2 separate regions of the Capra hircus genome follow, and region 2 is linked to region 1. Evidence: chromatin contacts called from public Hi-C data. All regions are on one chromosome and are shown on one strand. Each heading gives the region's core, a stretch centred on a gene start, on an enhancer-like site or on the middle of the called end of the contact. The rest is flanking DNA. Distances are from core to core; before and after follow the strand shown. Region 1 overlaps EDC3 (enhancer of mRNA-decapping protein 3). Region 2 has its middle 56 kb from the start of SEMA7A.

The links. Hi-C and Micro-C count contacts between places; a contact is called where the count stands out from the background.
Region 2: a Hi-C map of blood shows a contact between it and region 1, with 6 times the contacts expected there. The contact joins two enhancer-like sites. A contact is called at or near these places in 2 of 5 Hi-C or Micro-C datasets (both in blood).

Annotation. Positions count from the first base shown.
Region 1 is chr21:33,487,986-33,493,568 of ARS1.2, forward strand. It overlaps EDC3 (enhancer of mRNA-decapping protein 3), which reads left to right. Exons shown (of 7, transcript XM_018066133.1): 6 at 1,898-2,115; 7 at 4,682-5,583. The coding sequence ends at 5,016. Among named protein-coding and RNA genes, the nearest start is that of CLK3, 19 kb to the right of the region's middle. Within about 2 kb of position 2,161, at least 1 of the 5 cell types and tissues checked has an H3K27ac peak or open chromatin away from gene starts, as enhancers often do.
Region 2 is chr21:33,731,051-33,736,633 of ARS1.2, forward strand. No RefSeq gene overlaps it. Among named protein-coding and RNA genes, the nearest start is that of SEMA7A, 56 kb to the left of the region's middle. Within about 2 kb of position 3,326, at least 2 of the 5 cell types and tissues checked have an H3K27ac peak or open chromatin away from gene starts, as enhancers often do.

The sequences.
Region 1 (5,583 bases), core at 911-3,410:
GAGTGATGTTGAGCATCTTTTCATGTGTTTGTTAGCCATCCGTATGTCTTCTTTGGAGAAATGTCTATTTAGTTCTTTGGCCCATATTTTGATTGGGTCATTTATTTTTCTGAAATTGAGAGCGCAGCACTTTAACAGCATCATCTGTTAAGTGATGTTAAGTACCATGGTATGTTAAGTATCATGCGTTTTTTCACTGTGCCTTCACAATGGCATTTAATTTGCTCCCCACTGCTTCACCTCGAAGGTGAGTAGTAGACCGGGGTTTAAAATGAGCGAGCTAGGGCTCAGGAGAGCAGAAGGACTTGGCCCACGTGACGCTGGCGGCTCGCGGTGAAGCTCGGTCTCCAGCGCCTGGACTCTGACCCCTGCCTGTGGGTCTGTGGGTGTCTGGTCTGCTTTGAGTTCTCAGATGGGGCATGCCTCTGTGAGAGGAAGAGTTCATTTAGGGAATAAACCCGGGCAAGTCAGATGAACTCTGCAGTTATCTGTGAGCAGGAAGAAGTACTCACCGTATATTTCCTTACGATGCAAACATGGTGGAGCGAAATGAATAACTTGGTGTATATGAAAGTACATCACCGAATTCCCCTGAATTTATTTGGAGAGTGAGGGTTTCCTCTTTGGCTTGACATCTGTCTTCCTCTCTTTGGGGAAAACCCATAAGTGACTGTCCCTGCTCCACCCCAAGCAGGGACCTAAGCCTCTTTCTGGCTGTTCATCTCCCCTGCCTTCCTGCCCAGGGGCAGACAGCACTGTCTGGGAGTTGGGCATAGCTCTAGGGCTAATTTTAACTCCCTTATTTATGGCTTCTCTGGACCAGAGGGGTCTCGGCCTTTCTTTTGGGGTGTGGGGGGGTGTCTCCACTTTGAATGGCATAAGAAAGTGACTTCATCAGAAGTGAGTGTCCAAGGCAGCTCCCAGCCGGGGAGCCATTAGCCTTCTACGTTCTCTGTGACCAGAACTATAATGATACCAGCATCAATTGAGCCCTTTCTGTGTCAGTTCCTATTCAGAGTGCTTTACATCCACTCATCCACCCAGCAGTCTATGAAATGTAGTAGCTCCAGCGTTGCCCTTATTAGCTTACTGGCAGCTCAGAGACGAGAACTTGGACTTGCAACTAATTGAGTATGATTTACAGCTACCCTCTTTGGTACTTGCTGTGAGTCTCTTAGGAACTGAGCCAGAGTAACCCTAGAAGGAGTGGGTCAGAGATTCGTAAGTGAGGGGCTCTCTGGGCAGGTGAAGTAGTTTGAGCAGAACCAAGAAAGAGCCTTCAGGTGCCAGAGAGAGTGATGAGACCAGTCTTGCTGCAGCAGAGCAGGCACACTGGGGAAGAAGAGTCAAGAAGGCTGCAGAGGTGGGAAAACCTCTTTGCCGAGAAGTGTTTGATGTAATAGGTCCTACAGTGTATAGAACAGAAAGTGTTCTTGGTTAGCAAGCAGTGTTCTGGCAGTGGTGTTTCACCGAACAAGGTCAAGTGAACTACCTAGTGTGTGTTAAGCCGCCTCAGTCATGTCTGACTCTTTGCGACTCTGGACTGTAGCCCGCCAGGCTCCTCTGTCCATGGGATTCTCCAGGCAAGAATACTGGAGTGGGTTGCCATACCCTCCTCCAGGGGATCTTCCCGACCCAGGGATCGAACCCAGGTCTCATGTCTCCTGAATTGGCAGGTGGGTTCTTTACCACTAGCGCCACCTAAGAGGACCCAAAGATGAAGTCTGGGACAGTGGGAAGGCCACCCTGTGAGCTTGGCCTATAGTGGACTTTGTCCATCCCCTCTAGAACCTTGGCCCTGAGAGCAGCAGGTGCCAGGGGGTGTCCAGTATACCAGTATAGGGGGCAAAGTTTTGGCAAGTCTCGGCTGATGATGCTTCTTTACCTTCTGTTCCAGGCTGAATCCCAAAAACGTTCACCAGAGGCCTACAGTGGCCCTGCTATGTGGGCCTCACGTGAAGGGGGCTCAGGGTATCAGTTGTGGAAGGCACCTAGCCAACCACGATGTCCAGGTCATCCTCTTTCTGCCCAACTTCGTGAAGATGCTGGAATCCATTACCAATGAGCTGTCTCTCTTCAGCAAGACCCAGGGCCAACAAGTGTCTAGTCTCAAAGGTGAGCTCTCGCACAGGGTTGGGGAGCCCTCAGTGCTTTCATGGTCTGGTGGCACCGCCCAGTGGCGACAGGCGGAATAGCACCACAGGTGTAAAGAGCACTTTGCTCATGAGTAGTCTTAGAGTCTTAAGGAAATAAATACCTTTGGTGTCGACTTGCCTACTTCCCATCCCTTCACCTTCCTCCTCCTCCCACCACTCAGATGGAGAGGTGGGGATCCATTTATTCGTTTCACGGATAAGTACAGAATGGGCGCTGTTCCTAACACGGGATATGGCGATAGATTTTTTTTTTCCTTAATCCATGCTTTTGTGGAGCTTACATTCTGGTTAGGACAGATGACAAGTGACATTTCTCTCAGGTCAGATGGTAGTAAGTGTTATGGAGACAAATAAAACAGGGAAGGGAGCTCGAGAATGTTGGAAGGCTGGGTGGAGGGAAGCGGTAGACTTAGACATTTCGGGGCCCATCATACAGGGCCTGTGGGTCTTTATACAAGGCTTGAACTGTTAGTCTGAGTGAGATGGAGAGTCACTTTAGGAATAAGTAGCAGAAAGATAGAATCCAGCTTGGGTTCCAGACGATCATTACGTCTGTTGTTTGAGCGCAGACTGTAGATGTACACAGAATTATTAAGGCTGTTGTAAGAATAAGAAGTGATGGTGGCTGAGACAGCATGAAAGTGATGAAAGATGGTTAGTTTCTGAAGCAGTATTGAAGATAAGAGTTTATAGATTGGATGTAAAGGATAAGAGAAAGAGAAGGGTAAAGAATGACTCCAAGGTTCTTGACCTGAGTAACTGGAAGGATGGAGGTGCCATCACTGAGATGGGAAGAGCTGGGAGAGGTTTGGGGAAGAAGAGCAGAAGCTCAGTTGGAGATGCCCTTTGGATAGGCAGGTGGAAATGTTGATTGATGGAGATGAGTCTGGAGTTAAGAGAAGGGATCCAGTCTGGAGTTACAAGTGTGGGGAGGTGGTGTTTAAAGCTGTAATGAGCCTGGATAAGGTATCGTCTAGGAAGAGAGACTAGATAGGTTGTTAGAGTGAGTTCTTTGGATAGAAGTTTAAGGGACCAGCTAAGAGACAGGGAAAGAGTGGTCATTGAAGGAGAAGGAAAGCCTGGAGAGTCTGGTACCTGGAAGACAAGTAAAGAAAAGAGGGTGTGAGCAGCTGTGTCAGCAAGCCTTTCTAGGTTGAGTTCAGATGGAGATCGAGACTTCATCTGAAGTCTTCAGCCACCATCACTTCTCGATCCAGTTATTACAACAGCCTTAATAATTCTGTGTACGTCTACAGTCTGTGCTCAAACAACAGACGCAATGATCGTCTGGAACCCGAGCTGGATTATATCTTTCTGCTACTTATTCCTAAAGTGACTCTCCATCTCACTCAGACTCAAAGACTTGACTGCTGGATCCAGCAGTGTGGATGCCCCTAGTGATCTTGACAGGAGCAGTTTTAAGTGGTACAGTGAAGCGTGGTCTGATTGGAGTGGGTTGAAATGAGAACAGGGGAGAAGTGGAGCAAGTAAATGTGGCCCAGAGAAAGGGCCTTGCCAGGGATCAGATGGCAAGATAGGGCCAGAACCTCAGTCTCTTACCTCGAAGGGAAGATGCCATTCCCACTCTCAAAAGCCTCAGGGCTCACAGGGACACCCCCATCCCCACCTGTGGTGGCCTGTTCTGAGACTCTAATTAAGGTATGTTAGTACTTAAGGCTGAGACCTGGGGAGGGGTTCTCATATGTGGATTCCCCCTCTTAAGAGCTGTAATATGATGCCCTTTTTCAGGCAGTTATTCTTCCTTAGCTGCCCACAAGGCTTCCTATCCCAGTTGCTCCAGGATGTTTACCCTTGAGTTTGGTCTGATTTCCGCTAGTCTCAGTTTAACCTCTTAGGCTGGTCAGGACTTACGTGCTTATTGAGCCATCTGTTCTTACACTGTGCCAGAGGCTTGGTGAGAGCAGAGAAGCCTTTTTAAACACCTGGGAGAAGTGAGAAATTCCTTCCCTGTTCTTAAGTTTGGGCTGCAAGAAGGACTCATTTCTATAATAGGGGACCAGCAAGGCCAGTGTGGGAGCAGGCCAGACTGGTATAGAGTGACCACGCTTTTGCCTATTCACACTTCTTGGGCTAGACAGCAAATGGCAGTCAGCCCAATTCTCCTGGGCCCTGGTCACATCCTCCCCCTCAAGGCTGACTTGGTAATAGAGCCCACCTTCCCAGAGCTTATAATTTACCAGGAAGTTAGATGTGCAGAGGAGGCAGGCGCCTCATGTCCTGAGAAGCTCTGCTCACCCAGCACGACAGTGCTTCAGCCTGGGAGCTCCACGAGGACAGTGGTCCATTGGGCTGACATACCCTTGGTCTCCAGCACCCAGCCCAACCAGGTCTTGGAACTCCTGGAGCCTGAGTCCCAGCCCAACCTTGAAAAGCCTGGCCTCTGCAGAGGCATTGGAGTGGTGTCTGAATAAGACACTCTTGGTTGGGGTCACCGAGGTTCTTGTCCCAGCCTGGACTGCTCTCTGCTTTATAGGGGTTACAGATGGCACTCTTTCCACCTGCAGATCTGCCCACTAGCCCTGTGGACCTGGTGATCAACTGTCTGGATTGCCCCGAGAATGCCTTCCTGCGGGATCAGCCCTGGTACAAGGCAGCTGTGGCCTGGGCCAACCAGAACCGGGCACCAGTACTCAGCATAGACCCTCCTGTGCATGAAGGTGAACAGGGCATCGATGCCAAGTGGTCGCTGGCTCTGGGCCTGCCTCTGCCTCTGGGGGAGCATGCAGGCCGTGTCTATTTGTGCGACATCGGCATTCCCCAGCAGGTCTTCCAGGAGGTGGGCATCAACTACCACTCGCCCTTCGGCTGCAAGTTTGTCATCCCACTGCACTCTGCCTAGAAGGGCTCTGGGTGGGCTGGACCTCGTAGTCCCCTTCTGCTCCTGACACTGAACTTGACAGCGAACGCCTTAAGGATGTGAAGCTTCATGGACCTTGTTGTTGAATTTTTTCTCTTTTCATTTTGTTTCTTTGAAAGAACAGATCATATTTAAAACTGACCTGTCATGTGCCCTGAGCCAGGGAAGGCTTCCCTGCTGGGGGCACGGGGTGAGTGGCAGGCTTAAGTGCACAGTGGCTCCAGGCATCTCTACACTCGGCCCCCTGCATGGTCAGGTGGGGCTTTGTTTACAGACATAGGCAGCTCACAGACCGTACATGTCAGGTTTACAGCCACTGGGCCTGGGCCGACGCCTCACGGGGTGGGGCAGCCCTGTTTGGGGGTCTGTGCTTGCTCTGGTTCAGAGCTTGTGGCTTTGTCTCCCCTGCTTCCTCCACTCAAGCGGCCCTTCCTCTGATCGTGTAGAACTGGCTGCGCTGCCGCTGTCCGCTAGAGGGCAGACTTGCATTCTCGGTTCAGTTTGAGGGCTTTGAGGCCTTCCCCGAGCCCCACCGTAAGATGATGGGGG
Region 2 (5,583 bases), core at 2,076-4,575, 240 kb after region 1:
TCTTTGGGCCCTGAGCTCCCTGTCACAGGAGGCGTGTGAGGCATGCCTGATGGCCCCTCTGTAGAGGGGAACTGTTTCTGCGGGGATTTTTGCTGCGGGTGGTGAGCGAGGTGAGGTCAGAGAGTCTGCATCTGGTCAGGGGGCATTGCTTCCTCCGCATTGAACGGACCCCTTCCTTGGCTGCAAGCTCGGACTTGTGTGTGCTGGGCCCCTGCCCCTCTGCAGGTCTCAAGCCCTCTTCTTGGGGCGCTTCCCCTTCCTCCTTTCACCCTATGCCCGCTGCAGGGCAGGCCTCTGAGGCAAGGTTTCCTGCCTGTCATCACATGAAGAGAATTACCTCGGAGATACAGCAGCAGCCACGGCCAGCCCCTCATCCCATTCCTTGCCCCACCCCCCTGCCCCCACCATCGGCCTGAGGGCTGCAGTTGACGGGCTGGCCCTGGGGAGGGGGCTCCCGAGATGTTTCCTTAGATGTATAATTGAAATTGCACTGCTTGGTAATTAGGAGATGTGGCACACTGCTCTATAAATGACTGTAATTATAGTTACTTTCTGCAGCCAAACCAGGAGTTTCGGGGATCACCTGGGGGAACCAGGCGAGAGGGGGAGGGCAGGAGAGGTGAAGACTTGGTTGAGGAGGGTCTGCCATGGGCCAGGCCCTCACCTCCAGTTGACTATACTCACAAGGTCCCTTCCAGAGACCCCTAGGGGCTCTAGGTAACTGACTGGCCTGGAGACCATGTAGTTCAAGGCCCCAGTTAGACAGAAGGGAGAAGTCTGGAGAAGAAGGTGATGGTTTGGTTTAGTTGCTGAGTCGTGTCCAACTCTTGTGACCCTATGGACTGTCATCGCCAGGCTCCTCTGTCCATGGGATTCTCCAGGCACAAATGCTGGAGTGGGTTGCCATTTCCTTTTCCAGAGGATCTTCCCAACCCAAGAATTGAACCCGGATCTCCTGCGTTGCTGGAGGACTCCTGCATTACAGGCAGATTCTTTACCGATTGAGCTACAAAGGAGGAGACTTGCCCAAAATGAGAGCGGCATCACCCGAAGAACCTGCACTGGATCCTAGCCTTCCCTCCTGCAGACTGAGCCTCTCATTGGGGGTTTTGGTCCATGCCAAGCGCTTTCTCCTCTCCTGGTGTTTCCCCTCTACCTGCTTCAGCCTCACACACTTCCCTCCCTTCTCTCTGGGCTATATCAGGTCTCTGCGTGATGGCACCTCCTCTAGGAAGCCTTCCCTGAACTTCTGGGCAGGGTCAGAGCCTCCTCAGGTCTCCACGGCCCCAGTGCATCTCTCTGTCCTCCAGTGACAGTCTTACCCTGCGGACCTGTCTTCCTTAGAAATGATGGTCTTGAGGTCATGGATCCCCTTCAATTCCCAGCAAGGAAACGGAGATGGCTTGGACTGGCTTCTGAAAACTGGTGGTTAAGTGTTCAGGAATTTTGTGAACTGGGTGTGAAATGTAGCCATTGTTAGTGATTAAATTATATAAACCTACACTTAATTTCATTAGAAGGGGACATACACACAAGACCTCATCACTTTCTAATTCTTCTACTGTTGCCTATGCTCATAAGGTAATAGGGCGGTGGGGACACCCTCTACTATGGAGTGAACCGACCCAGCCTTCAGCAACATCACACTGGTGACTGGCCCCCTGCCATGGCAGGAATTTTGACACCACAGAAATGGGTAAATTCCACACATCTCAGAGAACTGGTTGTTAAACATTTTCCAGCTTCCCATTCAATTCATCTGTGACCACCTGCCTTGGCACACAGCAGGGGTCAGTGGAGGGCTGCCCAACAAGAGGGGAGAAAGAATTATCTGCTCCCAACACCTGCCACCGTTGTTGACTCTGGCCGCTGCCCCCTTTTCCCCTCAGGGCTCTCAGGGAGGAAGGCACAGGCAAGACCTAGGGCGGGGGCCTGCATCTGTGGGCACTGGGGCAGAGAGGTGCCATATTGCCCAAGACAGGGCTGAGGGGCCCCAGACAGTCGGCAGGTGTGGGCGGCCTTGGCAGGGCTCCTGGAGAACTGGGCCCAGGGGAGATCCTGCTATTTCCTCTCCCAAACGGTCATGGCAATGTGCCACCTTCCTGCATGCCTTCCAGCCTGAGCAGGAGCTGGCTTCAGAGAGGGTGTCTGAAGTCCCATCTCCAGCCGCACTTTGGGTAAGAGTTGGTCCTTTCAGGTTCTTTCTTTAAAGTGGCACTCCTGGACTTCCTTGGTGGGGCAGTGGATAACAGTCCATCTGCCAGTGCAGAGGACATGGGTTCGATCCCTGGTCCAGGAAGATCCCACGTGCTGCGGAGCAACTAAGCCCCTGCACCACAACCACTGATTTTGCGCTCTAGAGAATGTGAGTTTCAACTACTGAGCCCGAGGGTCTCAACTACTGAAGCCTGTGCTCCACAACAAGAGAAACCCCTGCTAGCCACAATTAGAGAAAGCCCACGCAAAAGCAACGAAGACCCTAGTGCAGCCAAAGATGAAATAAATAAATATTTTTAAAAAGAGGTACTCCTCTCTTTGAGGAGCAGACCCTTGAGACTCCCAGGTCAGGGATGAGGAAAGCGGGGAAGCTGAGCACTGCCTACCCATTGCCTCACACGCAGCAACCCTGCTCTACCCACAGTCTACAGAGGGCGGTACTGATGAATTTGCTGTTCAGCAAATTCCAGGATTTCCTGTAGGTCTGCAATATAGTGATTCTCAACCAGGGGCAACCTTGCCCCACCTTCCACCCCCAGGGCGCATTTGGCAGTATCTGGAAACATTTTTTTATTGTCACAACTGGGAAGCTGGTGTTGCTGGCATCTACTGGGTGAAGGCCGTGGATGTTGTTAAATACCCCACAGTGCACAGGAAATGTCCTCACAGGAAAGAATGATCCAGACCAAAATGCCAATCATGCCGAGGCTGAGGAACCCTGACCTGGAAAAATGTACCTGGGCACACATAGGCATAATGTCAGAGGCCTCTTCAGGTAAACAGCTTGTTCAAGGTCACCCAGCAAGTTCTCCTTATGACCCATGCAGTCAGCATAGAAACAGCACACAGCAGCAGCTCAATGAATGGTTGTTAAATCAGGAAGAAAGCCAAGAAAGGATTGGACTCTGGCCTGAAACTCCTCTCTAGGTGGTCCTGGACAGGACCCCCAGCAACGTGCTCTTGATTCTCATTGGACCCCAACTTCTGAGCAGCCATCACCACTCTTGACCAGCCCCTTCTTGACTGCGGTGAGGAGGACTGAGCCAGGCTGATGGTGGGGCAGGTAGGGCTGTCTGAGGATGAGCAGAAGGGTGGGTTGAAGCCAGCATCACACAGTTGAACCAAAGAGGCCACTCGGTATAGGGGTACACCATGGAGGTGGGCACCCAGGGGTAAAGGAGGGCTGGGCCTTGTTGCAGGTGGTGATGAGAACTGGTGTTGCCTCCCCACGGCCCTGTAGAAGGAAGCTCAGACTTTCTGACTTTACCCGACAGGTGCCCCAAGGTCCTTAATTAGCTAGAAGCCTTGTCTGAAGCCTGCATCTGGAATGGGCCTTGGAAAACACACTGGGGTTATATGTGTAAGGACCTCAGCTGCCCCCTCCATTCTCCATCCTCGTCACAGAAAGAACTGCACAGTGTGAGGCATGCAGGCTCCATAGCTCTACTCCAGGGATTATATCTGGGATTTACTCTCTACTGGCTGTGTGACCTCAGGCAAGTTACTCAACCTGTTTCCTCACCTGTAGAATGGGGTTAACACAACTGTATCTGTCTCATTGGAGAAGGAAGTGGCAGCCCATTCCAGTACTCCCACCTGGGAAATCCCGTGGACAGAGGAGCCTGGCAGGCAACCGTCCACGGTGTTGCAGAGTCAGACATGACTTAGTGACTAAACAACAATCTGTCTCACAGGGATGGTGGGAGGATCGAATGAGGTAGTTTTTTACAAAGCACTTAGAAGGATGCCTGGCCTAGAGTAAGCACTCAATGAATGTGAACTATTGCTATATTGTTTTCATTACAGGTGCAGGTGGAAACTAACCAATGACTCTTCCCTCTGGCATCTCCATCTCTCTGCTGCCCTCTAGTGGTTACTAACTGCACTGTTCTGAAGGAAGGCAAGGCGGTTAATTCTCTGTGTCCACAAAGACAATGTCTTCCTTTGGATTTCAAAGGAAATCCGCTTTTGATTGATTAATGATTGATTCTTGGATAGAGTCAAACAACTAATTTCTTCCCCTTGGCATTTGCGTATTAGTTTGCTTGAAGCAGTACCCTGCTACAAGAGGGCACTGTATATCTTCTTGATAGTTAAGATAATTGATCATTTTCTGCTTTTACAGGTGTGATAAGCTTTGACCCCAACCCATTTCTGCAAACGTCCTTATCCACCGGCTAAGGCTAACATTGCCCACCCACACCCCCAGTGGTGGGGCTTACCTGTCAGTATCCTTAAATTCTCTCTTTCTCTCCCCGTCCTACAGCTTGATGTGTAAAATAGTAGAGAGAGTGTCTGTTTTGCTCAAAGCTCTATCTCCGGTGTCCGCCCACCACAGGCTGTAGCACATAGTCGGTGCTCAGTACATGTGTGTGGAATGAGTAGTGCACTCATAGTAACCAGGTGGCCATGTTGTCCCCCTCTCCATCCTCCCCCTCTACAGACACTGTGAAAAGCGAAAGGACACCACTGAAGGTGGGGGTTCTGTGCTGGGCGCTGGCTGTGCAAAGCCAAGTGCGATCTATCCGTGAATCCTGGGGAAAGATTCTTTTAAAAGGGAATGATGAAGGTAAAGGGAGGGCATGGCTGCTGTGAGAGGTGGAGGGCAGGTTGGAGAAGGTCTGGACACCTATCTGGTTCGGCTGGTGGTAGGTCAGTGAGATCAAGGAGAAGGGCAGGCAAGAGACCCGGGGGAGCCCCCTAGTTCTGGAAGTGACAAGGCTGCCAGAGGGAGTCTGGAGCTTGGTCTTCCGCAGCACACCTGTGCTTGGGGACAACGTGGCCGATGCTCACCCCAGGTGCGGATCAACTCCTGTGTCTCTGGCCTCAGAGCAACACCTGAGGTCCGTGCATTGTCCCGAAGCGTTTTTCTTCGGGTTTCACATCTCTCAGCCACGCCCTTGATCCCACCCCCTCACCCCCAGCCAATGCGAGAACCCCAGCAACCCCCCACGCCCAATGCGGAGCTTCTCGACCGAAGCCCCGCCCCACCGCCTCCACCTGCCGCCGAGGCGTGTGGATTGTTCTGATTCTGGGTCAGCCGCGGTCTTTCGAAGAAGCTCGGGCCTTCGCTTGCGCCATCCCGTCCCACCCTAGGGTGGCGGAGGGCCCAGCATCCTTGTGCCTGTGCCAGTCGTAGGCCCCGGGGCCCAGCGGGAGCTGCCCGGGATTGCTCTTTCTGGAGGCGGCACCCTCTCCACCGGCAGGACACAGATTTCAGGAGCAGGGCAGGGAAGGAGCTGTGGCGCGCGGGCTGTAGCTTCAGCCGACTCCTGGATCCCTTTGACAGGCCTCAGGCTTGTCTGACAAATGGGGTTTTTCGGCTGCCGGGATCCGCTCTGGGACCATATAGGCATTACCGCTAGA